3 separate regions of the Mus musculus genome follow, and regions 1 and 3 are each linked to region 2. A link is a contact called in public Hi-C and HiChIP or PLAC-seq data. All regions are on one chromosome and are shown on one strand. Each heading gives the region's core, a stretch centred on a gene start, on an enhancer-like site or on the middle of the called end of the contact. The rest is flanking DNA. Distances are from core to core; before and after follow the strand shown. Region 1 overlaps Trpm8 (transient receptor potential cation channel, subfamily M, member 8). Region 2 has its middle 22 kb from the start of Spp2. Region 3 holds the start of Glrp1 (glutamine repeat protein 1).

Region 1 (3,541 bases), core at 711-3,210, 71 kb before region 2:
AACAGACACCATGACCAAGGCAACTTTTATAAATGACATCATTTAACGGGCTGGCTTACAGGTTTAGAGGTTCAGTCCATTATCGCCAAGGTGGGAAATGGCAGCAACTAGGCATGGTGCAGGAGGATCTGAGAGTTCTACGTCTTCATATGAAGGCTGCTAGTGGAAGGCTGACTCCCAAGCAGCTAGAGCAAGGGTATTAAAGCCCACACCCACCAGGCCACACCTACTCCAATAAGACCATACCTCCCAACAGTGCTACTCCCTGGGCCAAGCATTACAAACCATCACACTGAGGTAGCAGATGTTGAAGAAATGTTTGTTGTTGGTGAAGGAGGTGCTGTCCTGACTCATGGTGGAAAATGTCTCAGCAAGTCCTATCAGATTTATCTGTCACTCTCTTGTCTCTTCTGGACCCGAACCTTAAAATATACCCATTTAGCAAGTATTTGTTAGGTATACAACTCATGGAGTATTTACAGATTACAAAGTACAAGGCTCAGGGGTGGAAGAGATTTGAAGGGGAAACATACTGCCTTTGCCCTGACTAGTCTAAGAACACTGAGTTGGCTTATGTTGTCATGCCAACTCTCTCTGGTAGATTTTTATGTGCAGTCTCCAGGACTCCTGGATTGCGAGGGATTCTGGGGCCCTCTGTCAATTCTTAGTATGTCTTAATCAATTAATGATGTCTGCTATGGAAGTGAGGGCTGGGGGGGGGGGGTTGGGTACCTGTGCCCTATATGCCTGTCTTTATGATTAGTAGGTAAGTGGTGTGGAAGATGGTGGAACGTCAGCAGAGGTGGAGGAAGAAAACACACAGGATGGCCGGAGTACCAGTGTACTGACTATAGTTCTGGAAGGCAGAAGTCCAACGTGAAGTTGTGGGTTGGGTTGACCCCATAGAGTACTGTGAAGTGACTGTTCTGCTGTGCTGTCCCCTAGCTTCTGAAAGTTTACTGGCCATCTTTGTCACTCTGTGCCTGACGGATGTGACACTCTGACCCGCAGCCTCATGCCCATATGGTGCCCTCCCTATGTGCAGGTGTGTCCTAATTTCTCTGTTTCCTGGGGACAACAGTCATGTTGGATCAGGACTCCATCTCGACCTGTCAGCGCCATCTGCAGTGGCCTGATTTCCGAACAAGGTCACGTTCCCAAGCAGAGGGCTGAGGACTTAAGTGTAGAGATACAGCTCTTCCACATATGGCCTCTCTCCCTGTGGCCAGCCTTTACTTCCAAGTTTTCTTCTGGCTTGTGATGTGTCACTAGTAGAGTGGAGCTGGAATATTCTGTGTGTGATAATCAGAGCCAGGGGACTCTCGACATTCAGAGAACTGCTGGACCAGAGGGTCAATTGACTCACAGCCGATAGGGAATTAAGCCACGAGCATTGGATGGACAGGGGTAGAAGGGACAGGGGAGGAAAGAGGCAGGGAGAGGGAGGGAAAGCCCAGCAGGAGTTGCAAATACACGGTGTGCAGTAATCTGGTTTCTTTGGTCTTTCCCTGTCTGGGTGCATTTTCTACTGAAGAGACCCTTAAGAGATGCAGAAACCTGGATCAGGTTGTCTCCTCTTGTACTGACCCCATCAGGGAGTCTGCCGAGCTCCCTAGGTCCTGACACATGCTCTGGTGGTCCAGGGAGCAGCATCAAGCAGGGTGATTTGTTTTAGACGTTCATTTGCTGTGTGTATCAGGAGCCAGAGCTGCTATTGTCATGTTGTTGAGAATGTGTGTTCTTAATACAGGACAAGGAATGTGCTTGTAAGTCACCCCTGAGGGTCACCATGGTTATGGGACTACTGAGGCCAGAGATAAGGAGACATACAGAGGGATCCTGCCTTCACTTTCTTCTGAGCAGAGAGAAACCCAGGTGGCCTTTCTTGGAACAACAGTGAGGCCCTGTCTTTGAGAAATCTGTCACTAGAGGGCGCTATTTCCCTTTGTTTCTGCAAGTTCCTCACCTGGGTTGTTCAAGGAAAGGCTCTGCAGGCCTGTGCAGTCTTAATGGGCCAGACTCACTCATGGTTGTTAGGAGAAACCCCTAAACAGGACATTGTCTGTTTTAGATTGTGCCTGGGACTCAGATACCCATGCTCTCAGTGAGGAGGGACGTCCCTTGCCCAGAGCGGGGATGTTCACAGCTAATTTGACCTCGCCAGTCCCCAGTGCAGACACAGTTGTTAACCGACTCCTAGTGGAGCTAAGCAGGCACTGTGGATGTTTGTTTATAGTGTTGTAAGTTCCACCCTGCCTTCTCTGAAAGCTCCTTCAGTTCTGAGGCTGTCACAGTGCAAGAGATGGTGAACACATCCTGGTATTTCAGGAACACAGCTTAGAGCTGCACTCTCCCCCCTTAGACAAGAGGCGTCTCTTCATTAAAAACAAAACAAAACACCACCACCACCACCAACAACAACAACAACAACAACAAAAAAAACCCGAAATCTTTTCTCCCTGTAGTGGCATTCTTGTGGCCCAGGCCTCTTCTGTCTATTGGTTCTGTAATATGGCCAGGCTTCTGAAGTCACTGAGGCGAGACGAGGCTGGGCTGGGGTTGTACAGATCAGTGTGTACCAGCCTCCCAGCGGGAATGGGAAAGAGAACAGGTGGGCAGGGCCTGTGCCAGCCACTTCCGAAGCATGGAGTGGCAATGGGTTTTGCTGCCCTGGGGATCAGCACTGCCCAGATAAATGGATGCTCCTGTGTCCTCCCCAGGGTCCTAACCTTGCGCCTGTCTCCTCACAGTGGAACATGGTCTGGCCCGGGCTGCCCAGACCTGGGGGACTTCACTGTTCCACTGTGATCTGGCAGTGTTCCCCTCCTTTGGCAACTCAAGCTGTGCATCCTACATCCCAGATTGCAGGGTTTCAGTGGATCTGAGAAACTCACTATCCCCAGGATGGGCACCTAAGTTTAGGCTTTGGGGTCAGAGGCAGAGAAGGTCATAGGATATATGAGTCCCAAATAGACTTGGTGGGTGAGTTCATGGGAAGACAAGGACATGAACATGGGAATCAGAATCACACCTCAGTGAATCTTCTGTCCCCTATTTGAGCTGCCCCTGGAGTCTGGTCCTTAGGCTCCTAGTAGCCAGATTCTGAGCAAGTAGGCAAATGAAAAGATCAGACAGCTAGGTTGGCATTCTTAAAAAATCCAGTGTGTGGAGCCTGTCTTAGTTAGGGTTTCATTGTTGAGAACAGACATGATGACCAAGGCAACTCTAGTGAGGATAACATTTAATTGGGGCTGGCTTACAGGTTCAGAAGTTCAGTCCATTATCATCAAAGCAGGAGCATCCAGGCAGGCATGGTGCAGGAGGAACTGAGAGTTCTGAAGGCTGATAGGAGAAGACTGGCTTCCACGTGGTTAGGAGGAGGGTCTCATTGCCCACCGTCACAGTGACACACTTCCTCCAACAAGTCCATACTTCCTAATAGTGCCACTTCCTGGTCCAAGCATATTCAAACCACCACGGAGCCCAATTAATAATCTTTCTTCCCTGTAGACATCTTTTAAAAGATTTCACTAATCAAGTT
Region 2 (3,536 bases), core at 79-2,578:
GACTCATTGCAATCGACCACTGTGCCTATAGGAGCACCACATACTACTACTGCATTCCTTTAGATTTCTTAGTCTAATAAATTAGCTACAGAATGAAATATCCTCCAAAGTGGGCATTCCCAACAAACCCGCCTAGGGAATAGGGCTCATCCCCAAATCTGCCTCCTTTGGACATCATTTGTGGTTTGGTGTGAGTCGTGTGTGTGTGTGTGTGTGTGTGTGTGTGCGTGTGTGTGCACATGTGTGTGCCTGTAAAACTGTGAGATGGCATCCGTTCTCCCATTAAGAGTTTAGCATGTTGGCACAGCAGTGCTTGTTGGTGACCCTTGAGAAGCTAAAACAGGAGAACTCTAAGTTTGAGACCAGCTTCAGCTTCGTGGTGAGACCTACTCTCACAGAGTTGCTTGTGCCAGCCTTCTGAAAATGACAGCAAGTCAAGATGCTATACAGAATGCTTCTTATATGCAGCTACCTGGCACTTACTGAATGTGTTTCAGGTTTGGCTCCTGCTTGTATCCTGTCATGGTATTTGTTTCAGACACAGACACGTTGTACTGAAGACTGAAGAATTAAAACGTGTTGGGGAATGGCGCTGGTCTGGAGGAGATGAAGATATTCTAAAGATACATGTTTAACCAACATTCATAAAACATAAACTCTCTTCTGCCTTTATAGTTGAATCCAATCACTCCCTCTACCTTGGTAAACTCCCACACTCTGGGCCCACCAGAGTCCTTATCTGTAGACATCTCTGCAGGGCAGCTGTGATTTCCCTTATGGTCAAAATAGGCTAAAATTTACACACAATTTTGTTATGAATCTACATAATTATGTAATTTCCCAGTCTTTGAATTTACTGCACATTTCTTCCACATTCCTCTGGAGAAGACAGCAGCAAACATACATAGGTGTGAAATGGGTGGCCCTTGCTCCGCAATTGTCATTGGTACTGGAGCAAGCCGGAGGCAGGTGTGAACTGTCATTGTGAGTCTGTCTGTTCCTTGGGAGAGTGAGAGCCAGCACCCGCACTGAGCATGCCTAGATGCACAGCAGTGTAGCCCAGGCCTTCTTAGAGGGTAGCTTTTCTGCAAGTATTCACCAGCAAGCTAAAATATCAACACGGTTGATGGAGAAACTGGGTTCGCCAGCTGCTGCCGTCAGTGGAGACATTAGGAAGATGGACTGAGCTGGTGAGATTCATAGACTCCGAGAGTCCCCGGCCAAGGTTGTTTGCAAGAGCTGATGTGATCACGGCCCTTCAGAATGATGTGAGGTATTTTCGATTAAACAAGCCAGCCCCTTAGCTGTTCTCAGGGGTGGGGCTGAGGAATGCAGTCAGTGCTAGGACTCTCTCTTTTGACTCTGACCTCAGTGGAAACCACAGAGCAAGACAAACAGTGACAACCCTTGCTACAAGAATGTCATTGTGCCACCATCGGGCTTCCAGCAGAAAAATTCTGGCTTCTCTCCAGAGGCAGGTGTGTGGGAGTCACCTGCCAGAAGTGATCTTCTCCCCCTCCCCGCCCCCGTTCCCCCCAGAATCAGCAGCCACATCAAGCTGTTGCCTTCTATAGAGGTCCTGGGAATCTGCTGCACACAGCCCTGTGGGGCTGTGTTTACTCTCTTGTCATTTCACGTCTGGGAATGAAAAGTCGCTCAGAGGTTAATGCTTCCCTCATGTTCCATCCCTGGAATGTCTCAGTGTGGCCTGGCCTGTTGACAACATGGCATGCACCATATTGTCCCTATGTCACCTGGGACACTCTTGTGGGAAAGAGCTGGCTGGTTGGTTCCCATCCATGTGAGGGCTTCCTCGGCTTGGATGTCGGTCAAGGTCTTCCTTAAGTTTAGAGGGAATGTCCTCAGACTCTCCGTCCTGTGAGGTTTTTGTGCCCAGGTTGGCAATAAAAGATGGGATTCTGATTGCGCATCTTACAGTTCTGCACACATCTTACAATGGTGGGTCTCATTTCTTTGGTGGTTAACGGGCTGGCTGTTGATCACTGGAGAGAGTTTGTGGAGGAGAAATGTCAGTGTCTTGAGGTGAGAATTACTCTGAGGGTTGAATCCTTGCTGCTGAGGAGCCCAGTTCTAGACCAAGTCCTTCAGGATGAAGCTAGAGTTAAATCTGACTAGACTGATTGATTCTGAGTTTTCAAGACTGACTCTATCTTCCCCTTCTCCTCCTCTCCCCTCCCCTTCCCTTCTTCCTCCATTTTCCCCCGTCTAATGCTTGTTACATTAGATGCCTGAGAAGGGAAAGGAGAATCTGGGTGAGGACATAAAATTTCTAGACACTGAGCAGAGCCCAGTGACCTTTGAAGTCTAAGCACAGCCTGCAAGAGGTGCAGTGTGGTCAAGGGCCCCAGCTGGGGTTGCTATAGTAACAGCATCAGCCACCAGTCCAAGTAGCACATGATCTCCTGTTGTAGTGCATCCCAGGGGCTTACAGAATGACTTAGGAATAGGAAAGAACCAGAAATATCTTATTCTGTCTGGGCTGCTATAACCAGATACCACAGAGTGAGCAGCTTAAGCTACAGAAATGTAGTTTTTGTGGCTCTGTGTCTGGGGAGGCCATGATCACACTGTCATTAATTTGGTTCCTGGTGAGAGCTCAGTTCAGGGCGTGCAGATGACTGCATACAGTGAAGGGCAAGCCCTGGTTCCACTTCTTATAAGGACACCAGTCTGAGCCTCATGACCTCATTTAAACTTGTCTTCCAAATACCATCATATGGGGAATCAACTTGCCCATGGGAGGAACACCAACATTCATTTCAAAACAGACAACATGGGGCTAGAGAGGTGGCTCGGTGGCTAAGAGCACTGGCTCTCTTCTAGAAGACTCAGGTTCAATCCCCAGCACCTGCTGATAGTTCACAACCTTCTGTAACTCCAGTTGCAGTGGACCAGATGCCCTCTTTTGGCCAATGTGACACAAGGCACATTGTGGTGCACAACTATATCTATGGGTAAGACACGTATACACATAATCTAAAAATAAAACAGAACTGCAAACAAAAACAACAACCAGCCAAACAACAAACAAACAGCAACAACAACAACAACTAAAACATGCCCTCATGAGACACTGGATTAATCAGACCCCAGCAGCTTTGAGAGCAGAGTCACCACCCTCCTCTGCCTCGTGTTATCTCATCCCCATGACAAAAAGAATAAGTCAGTTACATGTCTGGATTCTCAGTGGCTACAGTCTCCACTGTTAGCTCACTCCACACAGGCATCTGCACAGAGCGGTAGGACAGTAAGAGACGCAAATGAGCTGGGATCCCTGCATTTCTCAAATGCACACACTTGAGGTGCACATTCACCATAAGCCCACGCCTGTCCTAGCCCCTCCTCCTCCTGACTCCACATCAGGCATCTTCCACCCCCACACCCCCACACCCCCACACCCCCACACCCCCACACCCCCATACCCCCCCCCCCCGAGAGTGGCCCTCTAAGGGCTGACTTTCCCCTGCTCAGCTGAGGTCTGTTTTTTCTCTGCCCTGTGCCCTCGGGGCGTGGGA
Region 3 (3,530 bases), core at 938-3,437, 82 kb after region 2:
TGAAAAACTCCCAATCCACCAGCAAGTTGACACAATTGTTTTGCCTGAGATGCACATTTGAAGTGTATGTTCGCTGTTCCAAAGAATGCTTTAATAGGGTTTGTTTAATTTTGCTGGCTCCTAATTCAAACATTCGGCTGCCTTAGTTGTCGGTGACTAATTGCAGGTTTGTATTTGTGCAGGAATTACTCAAAGCTACTCTTAAAACCTCTCTGCACTCTCAAGGTGACTCACCTCTTCCAGCCCCACCGCTAACAGCGGAATTATCCTGAAGGTGCTTCACGAAATGCATGAGAGTGGATTAAGGTGACAGACCGCTCCTGCGTGCAGACTTTTTCTTTATTATTTACCTATTACATTTATTTAGTGTATGTGTATGGCCACAAGCTCAGGTCCTACAGTGTGTCCCACAGCACAGGTATGGAGGCCAGAGGATAGCTGGTTGGAATCAGTTCTCTTCTCCCACCATGGGAGTTCCGGGATGGGATTCAGGTCTCCAGGTTTGTTATCAACAGACCTTTGTCTACTGAGTCATCTTGCTGGCCTCACCCTGTTTCTCTTCTCTTGTTTTTAGTGTATGTATGTTTGTGTATGTGTATATACATGCATATGTGTGCATGTGCATGCATGTTTATGTGTATGCGTCTGTGAGTGTGTACACACATGCAGCTAGAGGTCAACCCTAGGTGTTATTCCCCATGATCTGTGCATCTCGGTTTTTGAGACAAGGTCTCTGTCCTTTTGGCTAGTGATTGCTAGGAACGCACTCATGGCCACCTCTCCAGTGCCAGGATTAACAAGCACTCTGAACTGAACAGCAAGCACTTTACTGACTAAGCCATCTTCCCAGCTTCCTAGTCATGTCTACTTATTATTTTTACTGAAGTGCAACATGTAAACACAAATATCAATAATAAGGATCTATAATGAAGGGAATTCCCAGTGTGGGCAGACTCAGGACAAGAGCAAGATTGTCAGTGCATTGAAGCCCGGTCTCTGGCCCTGGCTTCTGCCCGGAAGCCCATCTGAGGCCTTGGCTTCTGCTGAGTTCAGGCCCCTCTGTGGCCTTGGGTAAGTGGAGTCAGAGTTTACACTCTTTTGTCTGACATATTCTTCTTCTCACTCACTGTATCCACTGGGCTTTTGATTTTGTTTCTTTAGTTTTTAAGCTGAGGTCTCACTAAGCTGCTTCTGTAAGCTTGATTCTGGATCCTTTGACCTCACCCTTCTGAAGAGCTGGAACTTCAGGCACACATGACCACACTCAGCTTTCGCTGTTGCTCATTTTTCTTGCCGTGTAGCCCTTTATAATGAGCCACTATTTGTTTTTATATTCTTAGTCCTGACCCTAGTAACTAAAAGCTGGGATTCTCATTTTTAAATGTTTATCAGTCATTTATTTAACAATGTTGATCCATTTATCTGTCTTTCTTTGGACTTCTATTTATTTTAAAATAATAATTTTCAATTTTAAAAATACTTTAATCTATAGAAAAGTTGCAAGAATTACCATCTGAGGAACACACATTTCTTTCTCCACCTAAGATTCATCCATTGTTAACCGTCTGTGATGTCAGCTGAGTACTGGCCTACTCTCTCCTTCCCGATCCTCCCCTCCCTCCTCTTTTTCCCCTTTTCACTGGCCAATCATTTTTGAGCTTAAATTGTAACTGCCAAAATATTTAGTCTCAAAATATTTAAGTAGGACACCTAAAATACAACTTTGGTTTTTGGGTTTTTTTTTTTTTTTTTTTAAATCCCAAAATTGCGACAAAACTCAAGCAATTAAACGTCTTCAGGCTAATACTGCATACCGTGCAAGCACATGAAATCCATTGATCGTCCACATACCAGTTGTAGTGGTGTTCAGCCCTGACCTGATCTAGGAGCAGTACATACTTAATTGTCATACCTCCTTGGCCCCGTCCAGCCTAGAGTAGGCCCTTCTCTTTCTCCTTTTTCCACTTTTGATGATAGCAACATCTCTGAAGAGGCATATGCTGCTCATGTGTCCAGTTTGAAGACGGGGTCGTTTGGTGAAACTTTCAGTTTCAGTTAGTCTCTGTTGCTGTAACAGAAGAGGACAGACGAGGGTAGTTTACTAAAAATAGAAACCCATTTCCCACAGTTCTCCAGACCAGGAAGTCCATGGCCACTGTGCCGGGGGTCTGATGACATCCTTCTTAGAAGTTACAAACTGTGGCGCATGGGATGATGAGGGCTGTTTGAATAGCAAAGGTGAGTCAGCAGGGTTAAACGCTGCTGTGTGGTTCCTCTTCTACAAGAATCTCAATCCCATTCCGGAGACAGGAGTCAGCCCACCTCATCCCCACTCGCAGGCCCTCCCTCACTCCAGAGACATTTGTGTCAGCAACATTGGAGTTTGGGGAAGGACACAGTCTATTATTGTGTGTAGACTGAAGCAACAAGGTGTTGCCCTCACCATGAAAGCTGCAGAACAGATTCACCCAGCTCTTAGTGGGGCGACAACTCTCACTGCAGAGCCTCAGTGACCTCCTTTTCACATTCACTTAATTATCTGCACGCAGTCACGTGCTCATGGACCTGCACACTTACACATTCAGCTTCATGTCTACTTGTTTTTATTAAATGGCTTCTTTATTTTTTTGCTTATAATAGTTTCCTCTTTTTTGTTGTTGTTGTGGGATGACAGGTTTGTTTATTATTTATTTTTGTTGTGCTGTTACTGTATATTTTGAGGTAGGATCTCTTGTCTCCCTAGACAGCCTTGAACTCCCTCTGTAGCCATGGTAACCTTGAACTTCTAATCCTCCTTCCTCTGTCTGGTGTGGGCAGGTCTGGTCTACATGGCGCTGGGGATTGAACTCTATGCACGGAACTCTATTCCCAGCCCTTTTTATTGGTTTTAAAACAGCTCCCTATATTGATGGCAAAGCTGACATAAGCTGACAGTATTTCTCAAGACTGCCACTTGTTCCTGGTGATGGTTTCTGTTTTTCATTAACACTGTCTCTTATCTGCTCTAACATGAGCTTTCTTTCTGCCTTTGATGTTTCACCATCCATTTTCCTTGAATAGTAAACGTAGATTGCCTAAACTCCTTATGTTTTATTATTCTTATATACCTTTTATTTTTATTTCTTCTAAGGATTTATTTATTTTGTATGTGTGAGTGGTTTTGCTTGTGTGTGTCTATGTGCCCTATGCATGGCCGGGGCCCTCGGAAGAGGTCAGAAGAGGGCGCTGGACTTCCTGCAACTGGAGTTATATGGATGGATGTGGCTGCCAACAGAGCCTGACGATGCTAATGCTCTGACTGTGGACGTCCAAGCTTTTGAATGACCAGAAACACAGCCACCATGTAGGTGCCAGGAGCCAAACCCACGTCATCTGCAAGAACAAGAAGTGCTCCAAGCCATCTCTCCAGCCCCCTCCCCTTTCACATGGAAACATATTATTTCTTGCTTTTTTAGAGTAAGGAGGAGTAGATATAGCTTTTGTCCATGCTTATCGACTCGGTAGAGTTTCTGTGTAGGCAAGAACATATC

Evidence for each region. A called contact is a pair of places that touch in the nucleus more often than the background predicts. HiChIP or PLAC-seq counts read pairs in DNA pulled down with a chosen protein or histone mark.
Region 1: a Hi-C map of pancreatic cancer cells shows a contact between it and region 2, with 3 times the contacts expected there. The contact joins two enhancer-like sites. A contact is called at or near these places in 1 of 39 promoter capture datasets (trophoblast stem cells), 3 of 15 datasets of contacts at CTCF or cohesin (the NIH/3T3 cell line and stem cell-derived epiblast-like cells), 66 of 484 Hi-C or Micro-C datasets (the AML12 cell line, the C2C12 cell line, the C3H10T1/2 cell line and 25 more), 9 of 115 datasets of contacts at active chromatin or transcription factors (T-cell acute lymphoblastic leukemia, differentiating embryonic stem cells, embryonic fibroblasts and 5 more) and 1 of 9 other capture datasets (adipose tissue).
Region 3: a contact with region 2 is called in a FOXA1 HiChIP or PLAC-seq map of pancreatic cancer cells. The contact joins the promoter of Glrp1 here to the enhancer-like site in region 2. A contact is called at or near these places in 1 of 39 promoter capture datasets (macrophages), 5 of 484 Hi-C or Micro-C datasets (embryonic stem cells, group 2 innate lymphoid cells and pancreatic cancer cells), 4 of 115 datasets of contacts at active chromatin or transcription factors (bone marrow-derived macrophages, embryonic stem cells, extraembryonic endoderm stem cells and 1 more) and 1 of 9 other capture datasets (adipose tissue).

What each region holds. Positions count from the first base shown.
Region 1 is chr1:88,355,706-88,359,246 of GRCm38.p6, forward strand. All of the region lies in intron 18 of Trpm8 (transient receptor potential cation channel, subfamily M, member 8), which reads left to right. Among named protein-coding and RNA genes, the nearest start is that of Gm51639, 26 kb to the left of the region's middle. Within about 2 kb of position 1,961, at least 21 of the 459 cell types and tissues checked have an H3K27ac peak or open chromatin away from gene starts, as enhancers often do. A contact at or near this core is called in pancreatic cancer cells, where this site is marked.
Region 2 is chr1:88,427,228-88,430,763 of GRCm38.p6, forward strand. It overlaps a transcript of Spp2 not described here. Among named protein-coding and RNA genes, the nearest start is that of Spp2, 22 kb to the left of the region's middle. Within about 2 kb of position 1,329, at least 26 of the 459 cell types and tissues checked have an H3K27ac peak or open chromatin away from gene starts, as enhancers often do. A contact at or near this core is called in pancreatic cancer cells, where this site is marked.
Region 3 is chr1:88,507,879-88,511,408 of GRCm38.p6, forward strand. Glrp1 (glutamine repeat protein 1) reads right to left here and starts at 2,188. Exons shown (of 3, transcript NM_008132.2): 1 at 1,913-2,188. The coding sequence starts at 2,008.